Regions from separate parts of the Sus scrofa genome. Here region 2 is linked to region 1. The links are chromatin contacts, called in public HiChIP or PLAC-seq maps. All regions are on one chromosome and are shown on one strand. Each heading gives the region's core, a stretch centred on a gene start, on an enhancer-like site or on the middle of the called end of the contact. The rest is flanking DNA. Distances are from core to core; before and after follow the strand shown. Region 1 overlaps SP7 (transcription factor Sp7). Region 2 overlaps SP1 (transcription factor Sp1).

Evidence for each region. HiChIP or PLAC-seq counts read pairs in DNA pulled down with a chosen protein or histone mark.
Region 2: a contact with region 1 is called in an H3K27ac HiChIP or PLAC-seq map of alveolar macrophages. The contact joins two enhancer-like sites. A contact is called at or near these places in 3 of 47 Hi-C or Micro-C datasets (alveolar macrophages, embryonic fibroblasts and spleen) and 2 of 2 datasets of contacts at active chromatin or transcription factors (alveolar macrophages and skeletal muscle).

Annotation. Positions count from the first base shown.
Region 1 is chr5:18,539,198-18,544,801 of Sscrofa11.1, forward strand. SP7 (transcription factor Sp7) reads right to left here. Exons shown (of 5, transcript XM_021091715.1): 5 at 2,171-5,604. The coding sequence ends at 5,338. Among named protein-coding and RNA genes, the nearest start is that of AAAS, 4.2 kb to the left of the region's middle. Within about 2 kb of position 2,389, at least 39 of the 83 cell types and tissues checked have an H3K27ac peak or open chromatin away from gene starts, as enhancers often do. A contact at or near this core is called in alveolar macrophages and spleen, where this site is marked.
Region 2 is chr5:18,633,088-18,639,535 of Sscrofa11.1, forward strand. It overlaps SP1 (transcription factor Sp1), which reads left to right. Exons shown (of 6, transcript XM_005652567.3): 6 at 1-90. Among named protein-coding and RNA genes, the nearest start is that of AMHR2, 6.5 kb to the right of the region's middle. Within about 2 kb of position 4,209, at least 13 of the 83 cell types and tissues checked have an H3K27ac peak or open chromatin away from gene starts, as enhancers often do. A contact at or near this core is called in alveolar macrophages and spleen, where this site is marked.

The DNA.
Region 1 (5,604 bases), core at 1,139-3,638:
ATTTAATAAATTGTAAAGTGCGAAACAGATATCGGTGAGGATTAGCAATAACTCTGCCATGAACTAGGTGACCATGGGCATTGGTTCACTCATTTAACAAATTTTAATGAGCAATTCCAAGGACCAAGTTCTGAGAACACAGAATTGCATAAGGCACAGTCCCCACTCCCAAAAGCAGCCAGTCTCATTGGAGAATCCAGGAGACTTTTTTTTTTTTTTTTTGCTTTTTAGGGCCACACCCACACCACAGCATATGGAAGTTCCCAGACAGACTAGGGGTTGAATCGGAAGTGTAGCTGCCAGTCCACAGCCACAGCCACATGGGATCTGAGCCCCATCTGCAACCTATACCACAGGTCACTATATGACAACACCGGATCCTCAACTGACTGATTGAGGCCAGGGATCGAACCCTCAGCCTCATGGTTCCTAATCAGGTTCATTAACCACTGGGCCACGAGGGGAAATCCCCGGGAGTTCTGTGACTGCTCCACCTTTCTACCTGAAACGTTCCCTCCAAGAGAGTTATTCCTGGGTCAGAAAACAAGGGGCTCCAGAATGTTAATGGACAGAAGATTCACCTGAGAAACTTGTTAAAATGCAAATTTGGGGGCAGAGCTCTGAGGCTGTGGTTCCAAAAAGACCCAGGTGATACTGCACAGACAACACTGAGTATCTCCCCCGCTTAAATAGCTTACTGTCACTTGGGAATTCACAGAAAACTTAAAAAGCAGTGGAATTCCTGTGTGGCTCATCGAGCTATGGATCTGGCCTCGTCACTGCTGTGGCTCTGGTCACTGCTGTGGGGCAGGTTTGATCCTTGGCCTGGGAGTTTCCTCATGCCATGGGCACAGCAAGAAAGAGAGGGAGGGAGTTCCCGTCGTGGTTCAGTGGTCACAAACCTGACTAGGATCCATGAGAATGCTGGTTTGATCCCCGGCCTTGCTCATTGGGTTAAAGGATCCGTCGCTGCCATGAGCTGTCCTGAAGGTCACAGACACTGCTCGGATCTGGCCAGCAGCTACAGCTCCCATTTGACTCTTGGACTGGGAACTTCCATATGACACACCTGTGGCCGTAAAAAAAACAAAAGGGAGAAAGAGAAAAAGAAAGCAGAATGTAAAAACTGGGGGTAGTTTGGAGAAATTGGCTGGGAAAATTCTCCTTGAGAGGGAGAAGCAGTAGAGGTTTCAAGGAAAAGTGGTTGTCCGTAACTCTGACAGATTGATGGAGTGCAGTGAAAGCCACTAACAAATTCTTTGTTTGTATCTTTTATTTATTTATTTATTTTGTATTTTTATCTTTTTAGGGCCGCACCCACAGCATATGGAGGTTCCCAGGCTACGGGTCTAATCAGAGCTGTTGCCACTGGCCAGGAATCAAACCTGTGGTTCCTAGTCGAATTCACATCTGCTGTGCTACAACGTGAAATTCTCTTTTATTTATTAAAAAAATTTATTTTGTCTTTTTAGCATCGCACCTGCTGCATATGGAAGTTCCCAGGCTAGGAGTTTAATCAGAGCTGCAGCCGCTGGCCTAGGCCACAGCCACAGCAACGAGGGATCGGAGCCGAGTCTGCGACCTACACCACAGCTCAGGGCAACGCCGGATCCTTAACCCACTGAGCGAGGCCAGGGATTGAACCCTGAAACCTCATGGTTCCTAGTCGGATTTGTTAACCACTCAGCCACAATGGGAACTCCAGCTCACTGGATACTTAACCCACTGAGTGAGGCCAGGGATGAACCTTTGTTCTCATGGATACTGGTCAGATTCATTTCCACTGAGCCATACTGGGAACTCCATTTTGTTTGTATCTTAGCCATGAAACCATCCAAACTGATACCCCAAGAGCTCATTATAGCCTGGGCCTGCAGCTTCCTCCCTCCCTTCAATAAAGGCTGATTTTCAGGGAGTTCCCGTCATGGCTCAGTGGTTAAGGAAAACGACTAGGAACCATGAGGCTGAGGGTTTGATCCCTGGCCTCCCTCAGTGGGTTAAGGATCCAGCGTTGCCCTGAGCTGTGGTGTAGGTTGCAGACACGGCTCAGATCCCGCGTTGCTGTGGCTCTGGCGTAGGCTGGCAGCTACAGCTCCGATTAGACCCCTAGCCTGGGAATCTCGTGTGGCCCCAGGGGAGATTTAAAAAAAAAAGCCTGATTTTCATCATCAGATCGTGTTATAATTATCAGTTAGGGGTCTGCCTCTTACCCTGTAATGTCACCTGGACAGAAGGAACAGTTCTCTGTGTATTCATACTCCGCCTCCCCCGTACAGCTTATTTAACATTTGCCGAACGGTTTTTCACAATTGGCAGATTCTTGGGAGACTTAAGTCCGGGCCTAGCGCACTCTCCACTAACTTCACCAGGGGGCGCGGCGGCCCCAGCGACACAGTGACTGTGACCCAACGCCCCGGGGGCGCAGAGCTCTTAGCGGGCGGTCTCCACTGGGGCCCCTCCCTACGACCTGGGCAGGAAACCGAGGCAGTGCTCAGGACGCTCTCTGAAACTTTCCAGTGGATGCCCCACTTTGGAAGGCGGGAGGATCGCGGGAGCCTGGGTGCCTGGACCTTGGCCCGCCGCCCCTTCCCGGGCGCGCCGAAGCCCGGCGCCCCAGCCCGGGGCCCGTAACCAGGCGCACATGGCCCGCCCGGCCCTGTTTGTCCTGGCAGCGCGCCGCCGCTATTTGAGGCGGTTTTTATCTCCCAGAAACCAGCAAAACCCCAAGCGGAGTCTAGAGAAGATGAAAGGGACCGAGGGGCGGGGGAGGGGGGGACTGCGAGGCTGCGGCGGGCGGGAACTGGCACCGGACAGGCGGAGACCCGGGAGGCGAGAGGGCTAGGCCCTGGGGGGTCCCGGGGAGCCGGCCCCGCGGGACGGCGGCCGAGCCCGGGGGTCCACTTCGGGCCGCCCCCACTCGAAGCCCAGCTCCCCGGCGTCCCCCGCCCTCTCCCAGTCCCTCTTCCGCCGCGGCCCCCGGCCAGCCTGAGAGTCCTCGGAACTCGGATCCTTCTTCAAAGCACCTTTGAAGCCCCGCGCCCCGCGGGAGGGCAGGCGGTTTCGCACCTGGAGCGGGGCGGGTGGGGGAGGGGGCCGCCAGGGACCCACTGACCCCTCCCCCGCTCCAGCGCCTCCGCCGAGCCCGCGAGGGGCACCGGCGGACCCGGGCGCCGCCTGCAGTCGGGCCCAGGCTAAGGGAGCAGCCCGTGCGCCCCTCCGCCCGGCGGGGGAGCCCTAGGGGGCGGGGGCCGCACAAAGCCCTATTGTGGCTGGGGGCTGGCCGCCACAGAGTGGCTTTTGTTCCTCTGCTAACTCCGTGGCGGGCACGACTGATTGCAGGCCCGGGGCCGGGGGCGGGTTACGTGCCAGGAGGGTCTGCCCGCGGGAGCCGCACCTCGCCCGGCCCGGGCGGCGCGGTGGTCCGCACGGCGACAGCGGGGTCCGCGGTCGGCCCTTCCGCTGCCCCGGCCAGGTCCGCAGGTACCGAGCCCGAGGAAGAGCCGGGGAAGAAACCTCCCTACCCTCGCAGAGAGCTCTGGGCTGTCAAATACTGAACTCCGCCGCGGGACCGGGCTGCCCAAGTTTTCTACCCGCGGCATAAGATGCAAACCGGCGCGACGCAATGCCCGCGGGGACTCCCCAGTTTGCCAAGGAGAAATCCTGTGGCTGACCCTTCTCCCCTCCTCTTCCTCTTTTCTCACCAGGTTAAAATTTAAAATCGAACTTTTATTTATTAAATAAAACAAAAAAAGACTCCATGAGGGCATGATCCCTTCCCTTCCACCACTTTACCCTCTCCCCAAGCTCCAGCGGCTTTAACCCTTTAACTTGGGGCCTTGAGGGAGGAAGAGATAGAAAAGGAGGATCCAAAGTCACAGGAAAGGCATTCAAAGGCACGAAGCGGCTTTAAAAGTCACTGGAGGTGGAGTTGGAAGCATCAGAAGTCCCAGGTTGGGGGCCTGTGGACGCACCCCCAAGTCAGCTTGGGGACCTCTAGCTGACTAAATTCTTCTTTCTCATGGCTTCTAGGCACCAGCCTAACACAGTGCCTTGCACAGAGTAGGCGCTCAATAAATACTTGATTTACTTGACCTGATCCCAGAGACAGCCTTCCCCACCTATTCTTCAGGAGAGGCACCTCCAAGCCAATGTCCTCCTCCGGTTAGGTGGGCTTCCCCAAAGAGCATTTCTAAAATGGCAGCTGCAAGCTCTCCGTTACCATGGCAACGAGGGATTAGCCTGATGGGGTCACGGTGTCAGGGGAGGGGCAGTGGAAGAACCTGCTCTGGGGTCAAGGGAGCTGGGGTACATTCCAGTCCTCCCCTCCATAGGACTTGAGGTTTCACAGCTTCTGGGCGGGGCTAGAAATATTTAGGGATCCCTTAAGTGGGAGATACCCCATCAACTCTTTAACAGAGATCTAGCTAATCAAACCTATTAGCAGAGATTCCATTAAGAGAAACACCATTAACTGAGACCCTGAAGATAGAAATGCTATTAACAGGATCTCCACTATCACTTTTTCTAGACAGAGATGCATTTGGTTAAAATTTCCATAGCAGAAATGGACCCCCTTCCCTCCCCAGCTCACTCTACCTGACCTGTCATCATAACTTATGATAAATAGAATTATTATTATTACTATTCATTTCTCTTGGAATATAGGGGTTAAATATACAGGCCTGGGGGCAGCCTCCCTGACCCTGGGGTCACCCCATCTTTGGGATCAGATCCCCACTGGTCTGCCCCCCTCTTGGCACCCTGCTCCCTGCCAGGTCACTTACCCCAATCCCCCAACTCTGGTCCCTAATGAAGAGGCCACCAGGGGGCAATAAATTATCATCATCATCATCATTGTGTTTGAAAAAAGGAAGAACGCTCTGGAGCATGGAAGGCAGTGGACTTCGAAGTTGGGAAGAGTGGAGCCTGGAAGCTAAGGGATAGTGGTAAATAAGCCTGGGAAACAGAAAGGATGCGGGTTAAGGAGTTCGTGAGATGGAGAAAGAAACCGTTGGGAGCCCAAATGGAGGGAAGGTGACTTGGTGTGGTCAGAGCAGAGGAGAGAGAAAGAGTGGCGATGGGGAAAGAGCTTGGGAAGGCACGAGGTGAGGGCCTGAGAGCAGTTTGCGGAACTGCGGAATGGGCTCGGGGCAAGGGGAGGAAGTGAGCTGGGGCAGCGTACAGGGAGACCCCCAGGCCCAAAAGGGCCAGAGAAGAGGCAGAGAGAGTCCTGAGGGGCAGCATGCGTGGGGCAGAGGAGATGAGGGGCAAGCAGTGGTCCACAGAGCCAGGAGGGGCTGGCAAGGCAGCCCGGGGGGCTGGAGACCTCCACCGGGCTCAGATCTCCAGCAGGTTACTCTGATCTGGGCTGCCTTCAGGGGCTTTCTCTGGGGGTGCCGGCGAGGCCGCAGGTCGGGGCGTCTGGCTGGCCTCCTCTTCCCCGGCGGCGCTGCGGCCCTCGCCCAGCTCCTTGGGGCCGCTGGGAGGGGGGCCTGGGCCCGGCTCGCCGTGGGTGCGTTGGTGTTTGCTCAGGTGGTCGCTTCGGGTAAAGCGCTTGGAGCAGAGCAGGCAGGTGAACTTCTTCTCCCGGGTATGAGTGCGCAC
Region 2 (6,448 bases), core at 2,959-5,458, 96 kb after region 1:
GAATATATTTTGTATTGTTAATATCTTCACATTGTGTGAATACTGGAAGCTGCAGATCTTTGCTAGGACGCAATAAATTTATATACTTTTTGAGGGGTTCTTCTGGGGGTATTAATCAGGCCCCTGTTATGCTTTGGGGGAGCCCTGGTGCTACTTGCTTCAAGTTTTCATTCAATTGTAAGTACCCTGATGCCTTTTGGACCTTGTGATCAGATCAAAGGAGTCCTGATCCAGGTACCAAGGAAATGAGGATAGTCTAGCTGCCTCAAGTGAGGGGCCCTTTGCATAGCTCTTCTTCCCCCTTTTCAAAGCTGGGTAGCCTCTTGCAGTTGGGAGGAGAAATGTGAAATCTGAGTTTCATCTCCCTTAGAAGAGAGCCAGTAACTTATATGAAAGGATGAAAGGTGGCAGCAGTAGCTTTGGGAAAAGGGAGGAGGATATGGCACTTCTCCAACCCCGGAAAACATTGCTTTTGAAAACTGCTGATAAAATATGGGTAGGTTATTACTTGTGTTTAGGAGCTTGTGCTCTTTCTGGTGCCTCTCTTGGCTCTACTCCTGGGGTACAGACCTCATCTAGGAGGATGAGCAGACCAGCTTTGAGGTTGACCTATTTCTTTTCTTTTGTCTCTCTTCCCTAAATACCAGCCCCCAGGAGGACATTAAGCAGCCTTAAGCTTAAATTCCTACTCCCTCTTCCAGATTTAGCTCACTTGCCTTAGATTGAAGTCTGAGAAAGGGGAAAAAAATGGGAGTCCCTGGCTTCATTTCCCCTCCTAAGTCTTCTCCAGTTTGACTTCCCCAAACCCAAGATTTCCTCCACAATGTTTATTTGAGAGAACTGAGTATTTTGTCCTATTTCATCCTTTCCCCATTATCAAACAACCCTAGCCTTGTCCCTGCTAAGAAGAGGTGCGGTGATCTGACCCTCAGCTCCCCTCAGTGTCTGGAAAACAAGCATATACCATGGGGTTAAGCTGCAGCTGCCCATGGTGGTGAGGCCCTCAATACCTCTCCTGTGGTGTGTGTTTTCCTCTAGCTCACCTTCAGGAATTACACTGTGCCTTCTCCACAAAGGAATGAGATTCTCTACCCGGCCCCCCATTTTCCAAGCAGCTGCTCTTGAACAGTGTACACAAGGGCAAATCTTCATATTTCTGATCATCCCTTCTCTCAATGGCATCCCATCTCTCTCACCTGGAGTCTAGGGCACAAAGACTTGGGGGAAGGATGGGGAAAAGATGCTGAGATTGACCTGAGGAGACTCCTACGCACACCAGTGGCAGCTGCCCCAGGGCCTGCTTCCTCTTCCCGAGTCTGTCATCCTCTGGGAGGAGGAGGCAGTGCTCCAGTCTCTGGTGCCTAAAACAAGTTTATTTCTCTCTTAACACTGGCAATAACCAGTCTCCATACCACTGTTGCCTTTTTAAACCTCTTAATAATCTCATACTGTGTGTGTTGTCGGTTCCAATCCGATTATCACCAGGGCTGTGTGGGGAAATATTTTTAACTATGCTCTCATCTTTCTTGCTCTTCCCCCACCCCCCCAATCTTATGTATGTATGATGCTAATCTCTTGTCCTAGTTTCTTCTTGCTCTTTTGTATCTTCCTTCCTTGTCTCTCCCCCTACCTTTTGTCTTTGGGTGTTTGGGGGCTTTTTTTTTTTTTCTTTTTCTTTTTCTTTTTTTTTTTTCTTTGCCTTTTTTGTACAAAGATTAGTTTCAATGTAGTCTGTAGCTCCTTTGTAAACCAATTAAAAAAAAGTTTTTTTTAATAAAAAGCCATGTCTCTGGTGTGTTGAGAGGGTTGGGAATGGGGAGAATGTGGTTATATATAACTTTGTGTTATGAACCCAACAAAGGTTTCCGGCTACGCTGTTGTTACATTCATGTTAATCAGCACAAGCTGTCTTACCCTTAACTCCTAGGTAAACAGTTTCAGTGAGCCATGATAACATAGAAATGTGGAGGGGCACGGTTTTTTTTGGGTTTTTTTTTTTTTTTGGCTTTTTAGAACCATACCCACAGCATATGGAGGTTCCCAGGCTATAGCGTTCGGATTGGAGCTGTAGCTGCTGGCCACAGCAACAGCAACACAGAATCCGAGCCACATCTGCAACCTACACCTACAGCTCATGACAATGCCAGATCCTTAACCCACTGAGCAAGGCCAGGGATTGAACCTGCAACCTCATGTTTCCTAGGCAAGTTTGTTTATGCTGCGCTGTGAGGAGAACTCCCTATTTTGAAATATTTTTAAAGTCAAAGTTGCAAAGATAGTACAGGGGGTTTCCATGTGCCCCTTCCCCATTTCTCTCCATTGGTAACACCACAGTGCATTGTCAAAACTAAGAAGCTGGCACTTGTACATTACTTGGGCTAAATCCCATACTTTATGGGCTTCATCCATTGATGTCCCTTTTCTATTCTAGAATCTGTTTCAGGATACCACATTGCATTTAGTGGATATATCTCCCTAATCTCTGTGACAGTTTCTTAGTCTTGTTCTTCATGACCTTGACAGTCTTTGGGAGTATTGGCCATGTGTCCTGTAGCATATCCCCCAATCTGAATTTGTCTGATTTTTTTCCTCATTCTTAGACTGAGCTTGTACGGTTTTGGGAAAAAATACCACACAGGCAGGACATGGCCTTCTCATCACATCCTATTGAGTATGTGATAGCCATATGATATTGCTGATAAAACTTTCATCACTGGTTAAGGTAGTATTTGCCAGGTTTCTTCACTGTTTTCTCTTTCCCTATTTGAAAGCAAGTCAGTAAAGTCTAGCCCATCCTTAATGGGGTTGGTAGAAATTAAGCCTCTGTGAGGAAATTCTTATTGAATAAGTACTCGTGTATTTATTTTATAGTTGGGATATAATTCAAATCTACATTATTTTTATTGCTCAAATTGTCCCAACTTTTTTTGTTTTGTTTACTCCAGCTCTGGACATTGGGAGCTCTATCAGGTGGACTTCTGTGTCCATTTGATATGTCTACATCCTTTTACTTTTTTGAGCATTTTCTTACTTTCTGATACGCAAGTTGCTTTAGGCCCATCTATATTTTGCCTAACACAGCTTGAGGTCAGCCATTTCTCCAAGGAGGCTTTGTTCATTTTATTGGAGAGTATGCTTAAAAGCCAAGACCTAGCTCCAACATTTTACATTCAGTTAATATTAACTTGTGTCTAGAATGATTGAATCTGGATTGTGGCCCCTTCTGAAATTACTGACAGCCTTTCCAATTTCCTGTCAACCTATGGATTTACTTCCCTTCCTACCTAAGAGTCCTTGGTTGATTGTTTATACTACAGCTACAAACATTCTTGATTATTTTTGTACATTTGACTTCCTGTGTCAGCATTGACAGTCACTCAGCCATTTGATTTCCTCATGTAGCCATTAGCAATATTACATTTTAACATTTAACTTTATTAGGGTTTTTTGGGGGGTGGTTATTTTTTGGCTTGGCAGCCCTAAGTGAGCCTTTAAAAGTTGTGTCAACTATTCAGTCAATAAACATTTATTAAGCCTTTACTATGTACTAGGTTGTGGATAAAAAATAAAACAAGGCAGGAGTTCCCGTCGTGGCTCAGTGGTTAACGAATCCGACTAGGAACCATGAGGTTGTGGGTTTGATCCCTGGCCTTGCTCAGTGGGTTAGGGATCTGGCATTGCCCTGAGCTGTGGTGTAGGTCATAGACACAGCTCAGATATCCCCTGTTGCTGTGGCTCTGGCATAGGCTGGCAGCTAGAGCTCTGATTGGACCCCTAGCCTGGGAATATCCTTATGCCGCTGGCACAGCCCAAAAAAAAAACAAAAAAATAAATAAAAAATAAAACAAGACAGGCCCTGCTATCAAGTAGTTCAGAGTCTGGCAAGTGAGACATACCATTAATTGCAGGTTTCCCAATCCTGACCCCATTTCTCAGCAGATGATTTTCTTCCAATTTCATAGAGAAAATGGAAGCATCAATTTCCTCAAACTTTCTTCTAACAAAGATCTATTTATTCACCAATACCAATTTACCCCTTCTATCTTTTTAGAGAAATATTTTGCTTTTGCAAGGCCAACCCTGCCACTTGTGCTCTCAACCTTATTTCCTTTGACTTCTTTTTGTTCTTGCTTTTTCTTTTTTTTAGGGCTGAATGTGCAGCGTATGGAAGTTCCCAGCTAGAGGTCAAATGGGAGTTGCAACTGCCGGCTTGCACCACAACCACAGCAACGCAGTATCCGAGCCTCATCTAACCTACCCCACAGCTCCTGGCAGCTCCAGATCTTTAACGCACTGAGTGAGGCCAGGGATCGAACCACATTCTCTTGCATACTAGTCAGGTTTGCTACTGCCCAGCCGCAACCCCTTTTTGTTCTTTATTTCGATAGCTTTTTTTTTCTCCTTTTATCTCCAGTCTCTCCTTGATTCCCTTTTGTTGACCTATGAGCGTGTTTGAGGTCAGCCTCCCTGCTGCTCCTCCCCCATTTTGAAAAACCCCTGCTTCCTCTTCAAGCTGCTGATCTAACCCTTTCATTTCCAAAGTTAGTGAAAGTAGTTTATGTTTAACTTTTCTCCTGTACTCACCCCTCAGGCCGCTTTGTTCAGCACCCAGTGTTTGGGTTTTGGTTTTTTTTTGTTTTTTTCTTGTGTTTCAGGGTCACACCCACTGCATACGCCTGCTGCATATGGAAGTTCCCAGGCTAGGGATCAAATCTGAGCTACAGCTGCTGGCCTATAGCCACAACAACATGGGGTTCGAGCCATGTCTTCGACCTACACCACACTCACAGCGACACCGAATCCTTAACCCACTGAGCAAGGCCAGGGATCGAACCCGCATCCTCATGGATACTAGTCAGATTCGTTTCCACTGCGCCATGACAGGAATTCCTAAATTCTTTCTTAATACCAGTGCCCTGGTTGCCTGCTCCAGTGCTCTTTTCAGTCCTTAGCTTATTAGACCTCTCTGCCACAACGTGCATCTTGGTGCTTTCTTCCATGGAATGTGAGACTGAGGCACTCACACTTGTGGTTCTCCTTCGACCTTTCTGCCTACTTGCTTCATTCTCCTCCGTAGCCACTTCCTCCTCTGTTCCTGAAATAATGGTATTCCCCATCCTGGGTCTTTTCCTCACTCTGCCTTTCACCCCTAAACAAGTTGCACCCACTCTTTAGCTATTGCATACATGATGGTAACTCCCAAATCAAAACCCTTCACTTTTTTTTCAACCTGATACCCTGCTGAGTGGACATTTTCATCTGGGTGTCCCACAGATAACTCAAACTCAACATGTAAGAAAGGGAAATAATCCTTTGTGTTTCTTACCTCACTTAGCAGTAATGACTACCCCTTGATCACTTACATGTGAAACCCAGAATCACTTTTTAATTCTCCCCTTTATCTACCAACATTCATTTGATTACCGATTCTGTCACTATTACCGATACAGTATATCGCAATTCCCTCCCCCCTTTATTTTTATTTCCACCATCCTGGTACTCACCCTGATACAGTATATCTCAATTTTCCCCCCCTTTATTTTTGTTTCCACTGTCCTGGTACTCACCCTGGCTACTGCTTAGGTCTTATAACTGATCTCCCAGTCTCCCTGAGCCCCAGTCATCCATCTTCCACGTTGCCATTTGACCATTGTCTAAAATCTTTGGCTTTTAAGAAGAGTCTGGGAGTTCCCGTCATGGCTCAGTGGAAACAAATCCAACTAGTATCCACAAGGATGCAAACACACAGACCTTTTGTTCATACTTTTATTATTTTTTTCTACTTACTTTTTTAATATTTTTATTGTTTTCAACTTTTTAAATATTTTTTTCAAAGCTGATTTTACTTTTTAAAATATATATATAAATTTTATTGGAATATAGGTGACTTACAATGTATTAGTTTCAGGTGTACAGCAAACTGAATCAGCCATACAAATACATGTAGATCCATTCTTTTTCAGATTCTTTCCCCATATAGGCCATCACAGAGTAGTGAATAGATTTCCCCAAGCTATCTAGCAGGTTCTTGTTACCAATCGATTACATATATAGTAGTTTGTATATGCCAATCCCAACTTCCTAATCCATCCCTCCCCCGAACTTTTCACCTTTGGTAACCATAAGTTGGTTTCAAAATCTTTGAGTCTGTTTCTGTTTTATGAAAGCTATTTTGAACATTTTTTATTAGTTTATACATATTAGTGATGTCAATATATATGCGTACCTTTATTTTTGCTTCTTCTTTTTTTTTTTTTTTTCTCTTTTTGCCAGTCCTGTGCCATGCAGAAGTTCCTGGGCCAGGGATCCAATGTTCACCCAAGCTGTAACCAGAGCCCAGCAGTGACAACATTGGATCCTCAACCCACGGAGCCATGAGAGAATTCCAGGAACTCCTGCTGCCTTTTTCCTGATGTTCCCTTGGCCTACAATAATCACCCTCCTTTTA